Regions from separate parts of the Mus musculus genome. Here region 1 is linked to region 2. Evidence: chromatin contacts called from public promoter capture Hi-C data. All regions are on one chromosome and are shown on one strand. Each heading gives the region's core, a stretch centred on a gene start, on an enhancer-like site or on the middle of the called end of the contact. The rest is flanking DNA. Distances are from core to core; before and after follow the strand shown.

Evidence for each region. Promoter capture Hi-C pulls out the DNA fragments that hold promoters and counts their contacts.
Region 1: a promoter capture Hi-C map of neural stem cells shows a contact between it and region 2. The contact joins two enhancer-like sites. A contact is called at or near these places in 2 of 39 promoter capture datasets (the C10 cell line and neural stem cells) and 1 of 115 datasets of contacts at active chromatin or transcription factors (pancreatic cancer cells).

What each region holds. Positions count from the first base shown.
Region 1 is chr7:80,826,066-80,829,816 of GRCm38.p6, forward strand. No RefSeq gene overlaps it. Among named protein-coding and RNA genes, the nearest start is that of Iqgap1, 25 kb to the left of the region's middle. Within about 2 kb of position 2,251, at least 150 of the 459 cell types and tissues checked have an H3K27ac peak or open chromatin away from gene starts, as enhancers often do. A contact at or near this core is called in neural stem cells and pancreatic cancer cells, where this site is marked.
Region 2 is chr7:80,190,358-80,194,486 of GRCm38.p6, forward strand. It overlaps a transcript of Sema4b not described here. Among named protein-coding and RNA genes, the nearest start is that of Sema4b, 6.2 kb to the right of the region's middle. Within about 2 kb of position 2,279, at least 356 of the 459 cell types and tissues checked have an H3K27ac peak or open chromatin away from gene starts, as enhancers often do. A contact at or near this core is called in neural stem cells and pancreatic cancer cells, where this site is marked.

The sequences.
Region 1 (3,751 bases), core at 1,001-3,500, 640 kb after region 2:
GAGTAGGGCTGGGGGAGGGGCCAGGGAGACCCATGGTATTCCCATTCTGTGGCTTGGCGTAAATCGGCATTTTTTTTTTAAATCTCAACAAGCAGAAGGTATTTTTACAATGGTTTAAACACACACAGTATAGAGGCAACTACTACAAGACTTGGCAGCAACAATATAAAGGAACGGAGGAGAGAAGAGAGCCAAGCTGAACAGGAGGAGGTCACAGAGAGAAAAGTCAGAGGAGTGTTCTGGGAGGGGAGGGGGCTGAACTTACGGGATCTAAAATTCCTTAAAGATCAAATCAAACCACATGGCTTCCGCCTTACACTTATTTCTTCATGCGTTTGTTTGTTTAGCATCCTCTGAGGACAGTTTCAGAGGACTGCTTCTCTCCTTTCACCACGTGGAATTTAGGTTGTCAGGTTTGATGGTACCATGTCAGGCAGCTATACCTGATGAGCCATCTTGTTGGCCCCAGGCCATGTTCTGAAGGATTCCAGTAGAGGCAAGAAAACACACACACACACACACACACACACACACACACACACACACACACCACACACATAGACACACACACACACACATAGACACACACACACAAACACACACCACACACACACACACACATATACACACACACACACACAGACACACACACACACACACACACACACACACACACACACACACCACACACACCCCTGGGTTGGGGCCTCACTCTTGGCAGAAGGGGTGAGTAGGAGCATTGAATAAAAACTTGTTGAGCCTGGTGTGATGGGTCAGACCTATAATCCTACTTTCAGGAAGCTGAGGCAGAAGGATTGCCATAGGCCTGAGGTCAGCCTGAGCTGGAGCTAATACCCTGTCTCAACCAAGTGAAAGAAAATCTAATCATTTGAGAAGTAGAAACAGTAAGCTCAGGAGGGAAGGTCACCCTGGGCTACATAGTGAGCTTGAGACTAGCCTGGTATACATGAGTATACAACAAACAACAAAAAACAATCTTAAAGCCAGGCAGCACTCAGGAAGAAGAGGCAGGCGGTTCTGAGTTCGAGGCTAGCCTGGTCTACAGAGTGAGTTCCAGGACAGCCAGGGCTACACAGTGAAACCCTGTTTCGAAAAAAAGAAATAAAATGAGAAGACTTTTGAGACACCAGTTCCAGGAGTGTGATTGGGTTAGAAATCCGTAAAGGGTCTGGACAAAAGCTCTGAGAATAAATATGTTGATTGGAAGTTTGACAGAAAGGGAAAGGAAGGCAGAGTCTAGAAGAATGACTTCCTGTCAATGCCGGTTTGCTGAGCTGTCCCTAGTATTTACCATGACCAGCTATTAAAGACCTATATGCCAGGCGCTGTCTTAATGACCTCTGCTTCTCTCTGTGTAATAGGAGTTACACGTGCTTGCCAAGTCTACCTTTCCCAGTCCTGACCATGTCTCTGCTCCTGAATAGCTGATGGCCAAACCCTGTTCTTCAGAGTAGAGCATCCACACTCCATGGTGAGCAACCAAGCACATGGTAGTGCCATCCTCGCTCTTTCCCAGCCTCATCTCATTCAATGCTTTTCTAGAATCACACGGTCCTTGACTGAAAGCAGAAGCATTCATTCATTCACTCATTCATTCATTCACTCACTCATTCATTCACCCATCCAACAAGCATTTCTTTAGCACCCATTGTGACAGAATGGAGATAGTAAATGGATTTTTCCTTTCATGGGATTTATCAAAGAACAAATAAACAGGAAATTGTGCAAGACATTTAAGGAGAACAGAAGAAAGGTTGTCTCAGTGACTGCCAGGGGAAGAGGTCAAAGGCAGATGCAATTGCCAGGAATAGTCTTGGTAAAGAGGTGAGTTTAAGCTAAACTGGCCTGAAAATAGCCTACCTATGTTTAGATCTGGTGAGGAACATTCTGGACAGAGAGAGCGTCACACATAGCCTTATTGTGACCAGTGGAGGAACATTACCAAGTGTGCTGAAGTACAGCGAAGGACAGGGATGAACGCAGGAGTGGTGGAGTAGCTGGTGTACCTGGCAGTACCTCTGAACTTGGGGGCAGGAGTTCAAGGTTATTCTTGGCTACCTACTGAGTTCAAGGCCATCCTGGATGGGCTCTTGAGATTGGTCTGAAGAAAAAAGTATAGGTGTGTGTGAGGTGCCACTGCCTCAAAGGCAGGGGAACCAGAACTCAACCCTCAGCACACGTGTTTACAAATAAGTCAGACACATACCAGGAATCCTAGCACTGGGCGTCAGAGACGTGAAGATTCCCTGGGGCTCGCTGACCAGGCAGTATGGCTGAGTCATACACTCCATAGTCAGCCATACACTACACACACACACACACACACACACACGGACACGGACACGGACACGGACACGGACACGGACACGGACACATGACAGGAGGGGTGGTGGGACAGGGGAAGAAAAAGAGAAGGCAGGATCTGCTGAAGAGGACAAGGAAGGGCCAAAACCTACACAGAAGCTCCCTGCATAACACTCGCTCACATACAGAGAGCATCTGAGATTCTTTCAGCATCTAAAACCACAGGCATCTACTAGCATCGTTATGCCTCGTCATGGCGACGAGACAGCTGGTGACTCATGCCTGAACGGCAATTCACTGGGACAGAGTTTCCGTTGTATTAAGTCATTAAGTCTGTAACTACTTTCTTGCAAGTTCTGAACTCAGACACAGTAAAGTTGGGGAAAAAAACAAACATCAACCAGGCTTAGGAAGAAACTAAAGGGAAGGAAGAAAATGGAGATGGGAGACCTGAGTTCAATCCCCAGTTGCAACCCTACAAGCTCACTCACCCACATCAAAACAACGGAGCACTGAGCTTGCTCGGAGGATGCCTTAAGGATCAGGCACTGCCATAGGGGGCTTTCTTATTTGTTTGTATGGTACTCCATCACTGAGCTGAGTCCTCAGCCTCTGTGTGTGTGTGTGTGTGTGTGTGTGTGTGTGTGTGTGAGTGTGTGTGTGTGTGTGTGTGTGTGTGTGTGTGTTTTGAGACAGGGTCTCACTGTGAAGCTTTAGGCTATTGTCATCACATCACATCCAGCTCCCAGTTTTGTTTTGTTTTAAATCTTAATCACATATATGCATGTGGGTATGTGAACATGAGTGCAGGTGCCTGCAGAGGCCAGAACAGGGCATCGGATGCCCTGGAACGGGAGTTACAGGCAGCATGGATGCTGGAAAGCAAACTTGGGTCCTCTGGATAGAGCAGTGTGTGCTCTGAATGACTGGGACATCTCTCCAGCTAGCTGCTTTTGTTTTGTTTGTAATGTATTATTTTTATTTATTTATTTATTTATTTATTTATTTATTTTTTCGAGACAGGGTTTCTCTGTGTAGCCCTGGCTGTCCTGGAACTCACTCTATAGATCAGGCTGGCCTCCAACTCAGAAATCTGCCTGCCTCTGCCTCCTAAGTGCTGGTATTAAAGTCATGTGCTTGGCAATTTTAAAATTCTGATATTATTTTATGTATGCAAGTGTGTTACCTGCATGTATGTCTGCATACCATGTTCACACTTGATTCCCACAGAGGCCGTTAGAGAGCATCGGATTCCCCAGGACTGGAATTACCAATAGATGTGAGCTATGGGATGGAAGCTCAAATTTCATCACACATTGGGGGTGAAGCCTTACTGTGGCTTCACTGTAGGCAGTTTTAGTCAGAAGTCAGACATGATCAAACACGGAAGAACCCACACACAGGAGAAAGGCCTTTAAGTGTGGGT
Region 2 (4,129 bases), core at 1,029-3,528:
TCTCTGTGTAGCCCTGGTGGATCTGGAACTCAAGTTGTGGATCAGGCTGGCCTCAGGCTGGCCTCGAACTCACAGAGATCCACTTGGTGGTGGAAGGCATAGGTCATATACCTAGGCGAGGAACTGGAAGCTCACAGCATCGTGATGGAACTCTCCATCTCCTCTCTCAAGGATTGTGAGAGCCGTGGGGAGCGAGCGACACATAGCCTGCTCCAGGATCCTCCCGCTGAGTCCAAGCCCCAGAGATCCTGATATGCCACATTCACAGGGCTCTATCTGGCAATAGGATCCCTGGGATTTTTCTAGTCTTGCCAGAGGGACCCAGCCAAGCTCGAGGCTTATAACATCTCCCTATGAGTGACCTGATAGCACTTCTTTAGGATGGCAAGTGAGCATGCTTCCATGGTATGGCCACCCTGGCACAACAGGTTGATGTTGGAGTTTCGGGAGACCAGTAGCAACTCATCTTCATCTCCACCACGCCCCCAAGGCTCGCTTGTCCCTGCTTCTCTTGGTTCAGTATGGCAGCCAACGCTGTGTGCGGGAGGTGTGTCAGCCAGGATGATTTAAGACGACAGAAACTTTGGAGCTAAAGAGCTCCTCTTCTGTGGGAAGGAAGAGGGAACTGAGGAGCCTCAAGTCTCTGGGAAGGAAGCTTGGTTTTCTGGGGACTGAGGCATGGCGCTGGCCTTCATAAGAGGTCTGGGGGTCAGAGTAAAGTGGATCTAGAGGGAAGAATTTGATGGCAAATTGGAAGAGAGGTTTTTATTTTTCAATCTTTACTCTTTTGAGATAGGGTCTTGCTAAGTAGTTCTGGCTGGCCTGGAACTCAATCTGTGACCTAGGCTGGCCTTGGGATTTACAGGTATCCTCCTGCCTCAGCCCCTCAAGGACCACAAGCATGAGCCTGTGTCTGGCTCTTTGACTTGAGATCTTGAGTTGAGAACATGGTTTCCTAAGCTGGACTGGAGGCTGAGCCTCTGCTAGGTCCTTAACCTTCTGACCCCATCCCCACCTGGCCTAGGATCCCGCCTTCCCGCCTGAGTAGCTGCAGCTATCTGAGAGCGATCTGTCAGTTTCAGGGGTCACCCCTGTCCCCCTGACTGGGCAGGCCTATAGTCACAGACAGCACCTCCTGAACTCCTGTAGGGAGCACAGGAGTGACAGTGGCAATTTCATGTTTCACCCTGTCTGGGCAGGGACAGGCTGAGCCCTGCTGGTTGCACCACAGCCCTGTAGAGTGGGGGGATCCCCTCCCAGGGAGTGGCCAGCTCAGGTCCTAACAGGCCCAGTGGGGGCGGCGCTGTGTGGTGGGCTGCTTGCCACAGTAGGCACGCCCAGGGCTTGGGCTGGGCGGGCTGGTTCCTTCTCTTCAGGAGAGTTGCAGCCTCAGCACCACGTATGCAGGAGGCAGCTGAACCTGAGGGAGGACTAGGAAGGGGCTTGCTTCTCCAAGGGCTTCTAAGATGTCAAGGCCATGGGGTTCCTTTCAGATGGAGAGTCTATACCAGCCTGGGACATGGGGCGTTCACTCTGCACAGTGTGCTGTCTTTATAGGTGCTATCTTGTCATGTTCCCTAACCATGTCATAAAGGACTATATATAGTATTACTATCACAGGAGAAGCAGCTAACTATGGTCCACTTAGGACCCGTATATAATGGGTAGTGATGCATTCTTCTCTATTGTATGCTCCGCCACTGAATTCTACCTTTTTACGGGGCACATATTCTGGGTAGGGAGTGGGGAGCACAGCAAAGGGCCTGTAGGGAGAAGCTGGTTTGGGAAGAAATGGGGCAGTTGTCAGACCCCATGGAAAGCTTTCTGAGAGAGCTGAAGACAGTGTTGATTCTGACCCTGGATGGGTGCCCTCTACTGCAGAGGGTGCTGCCTTTCCCAAGGAAGTGCCCAGCTCTCAGGCCTGGCAATCATTGGAAGATTTAAAAGCACACACGGACTGTGTCTGCTGCTGTGACTTCCTCATGTAAATGTACTGCTGCTGCAGCCCAAGTTGCTGCCTGGCCCCTGGGGAGGAGACATAGCCTCGTGCCTAACCGGGGCAGGGTGGGGAACCGCAGCTGCAGGTTGGCATAAGAAGAGGGCTCGGGGCTACGAGGGGATGGTGGCAGGGGGCCAGGGCCTAGACAGCTGGGCCACAGCCAGTTCACATCTGAGAGACCTTGCTAGGCAGCCTGCCAGTCTGTACGCGGTGGTGGGGGAAGGGGTGGGAGGAGCCTGAATGTTGCCCAAGGAAGGGTGGGCGGGACCTTTGGGTTCAAGCTCCACTGGGCTTGGCAGGAGGCTCCTCCCCCGCATGGCCACAAACAAAGCTACAACTCCAGAGTAACTGTGGGAGTCCAGCGCCTAGCTCCCCTGGGTGGGAGTCAGAGGGGGCAGACCTGGCAAGAGCCCTTTGGCAGGTTTCCTGCATGCCCAAGGACATCTTACTGCGTGCACCTGGGCAGAGGCTGAGGGGCGAGTGTGGACTGTGATAGGCTGGCTGTGAGGCAGCGAGAGGGGAGGCTCAGGCAGATGTGTTCGCTCTTTTTCTGGTTTCAGTCTTTCTTGCCATAATTTCCTCTTTCTTCTCTTGAGGCTTTCTACTACTGTTCTGTCAGTGTGTGTTTCTTCCACTTGGTTCTTCAGTCCTGGTCTGCTCCCCTACTCCCTCGTTTTTTACCTCCCATGCTAACAGGTATAAAATACAAGCTTCTAGCGGGACACAGTGGCACACCCTACATTCCCAGCACTGAGAAGGCGGAGGCAGAAGATCTAGAGTACAAGGCCAGTGTGGGTTATATAGCAAGTTTTAGGCCACCTTGGCCTATGTAAGTGAGACTATCAAAAACCAAAGAGCTTAAATAAAGCAAAATGCATAGATCTTAAGATCATAAAGCTCAGTACAGGGGCCTGGTGAGATGGCTCAGCGGTTAAGAGCGCCAACTGCTCTTCCGAAGGTCCTGAGTTCAAATCCCAGCAACCACATGGTGGGTCACAACCATCTGTAACAAAAATCTGATGCCCTCTTCTGGAGTGTCTGAAGATAGCTACAGTGTACACACATATAAATAAATAAATAAATAAATCTTAAAAAAAAAGCTCAGTACATTTGCAAACACTTGAAAATCCAACACTACATCAAGATATAGAATCTGTCATCTCTAAAGTTTCTATATTTGCCTAGGAGGCATGTGCCCACTGGACTCTGACATCTCTCACCACACAGCAAGTTTGTCTGGGTGCCTGATGCTACACCTCCTCCTCCTCCTTCTCCTCTTGGTTTTTCCAGACAGGGTTTCTCTGTGTAGCTCTGGCTGTCTTGGATCTCTCTCTGTAGACCAGACTGGACTCCAACTCAGAAATCCACCTGCCTCTGCCTCCCAAGTGCTGGCATTAAAGGTGTGCGCCACCACTTCCAAACTTATCTGGGCTTCTTTATAATATATTCTTATGAACATTATATTTCTCATCCTGCACTAGTGAAAAAAGTGTGTGTGTGTTTGTGTGTGTGTAGATTGTGGGGGGAGGCATAGACAGACAGACAGACAGGATGGGAGGAAGGAAGAAGGCCTATGAGTGCAGGTGGACAGAGGGCGGACTTAGCAATTGACTTAGCAATTTATGGATGACTTTGTCTTGTAGGCTGGGCATGGAGAGAGTAGTACTTTTTTCTTGTTCTGTTTTTTGGTACTCTTTCCAAGCTACCCCCCTCCGCCCCCCAGTTCTTTGTAAACACTGACATCTGGCAGAAAAACACTTGCCTACATCCAAGCGTGGCAGAGGGGAACAGGAGACACATCGTTGGCTTGGGACCACTCTTTTGCCTAAAGGAAGTCAATTCAAAGGCAGTTCTTTGTCAGTCACCCTTCTGTTCTTTCCAGTCTGAGAGAGCACATGAGGAAACCACATTAGCACACGTACAGAAGACAGTGGAGCCCGACAGGAGCAAGGCTGCCATGCACAGGAATTGGAGAGTGTGTCCCCAGGCCAAGTCGGGACCTTTACGTAGATAGTGCTGTGTGGTTCTTACTGGGTGCCTTGCTAGGCATGGGGGAGGGGGTCAGAAGACAGAAGACCCGGCGCTCTTCTCTCTAAGGGGCTTGCTGCCCAGTTGGCATAAGATATACTT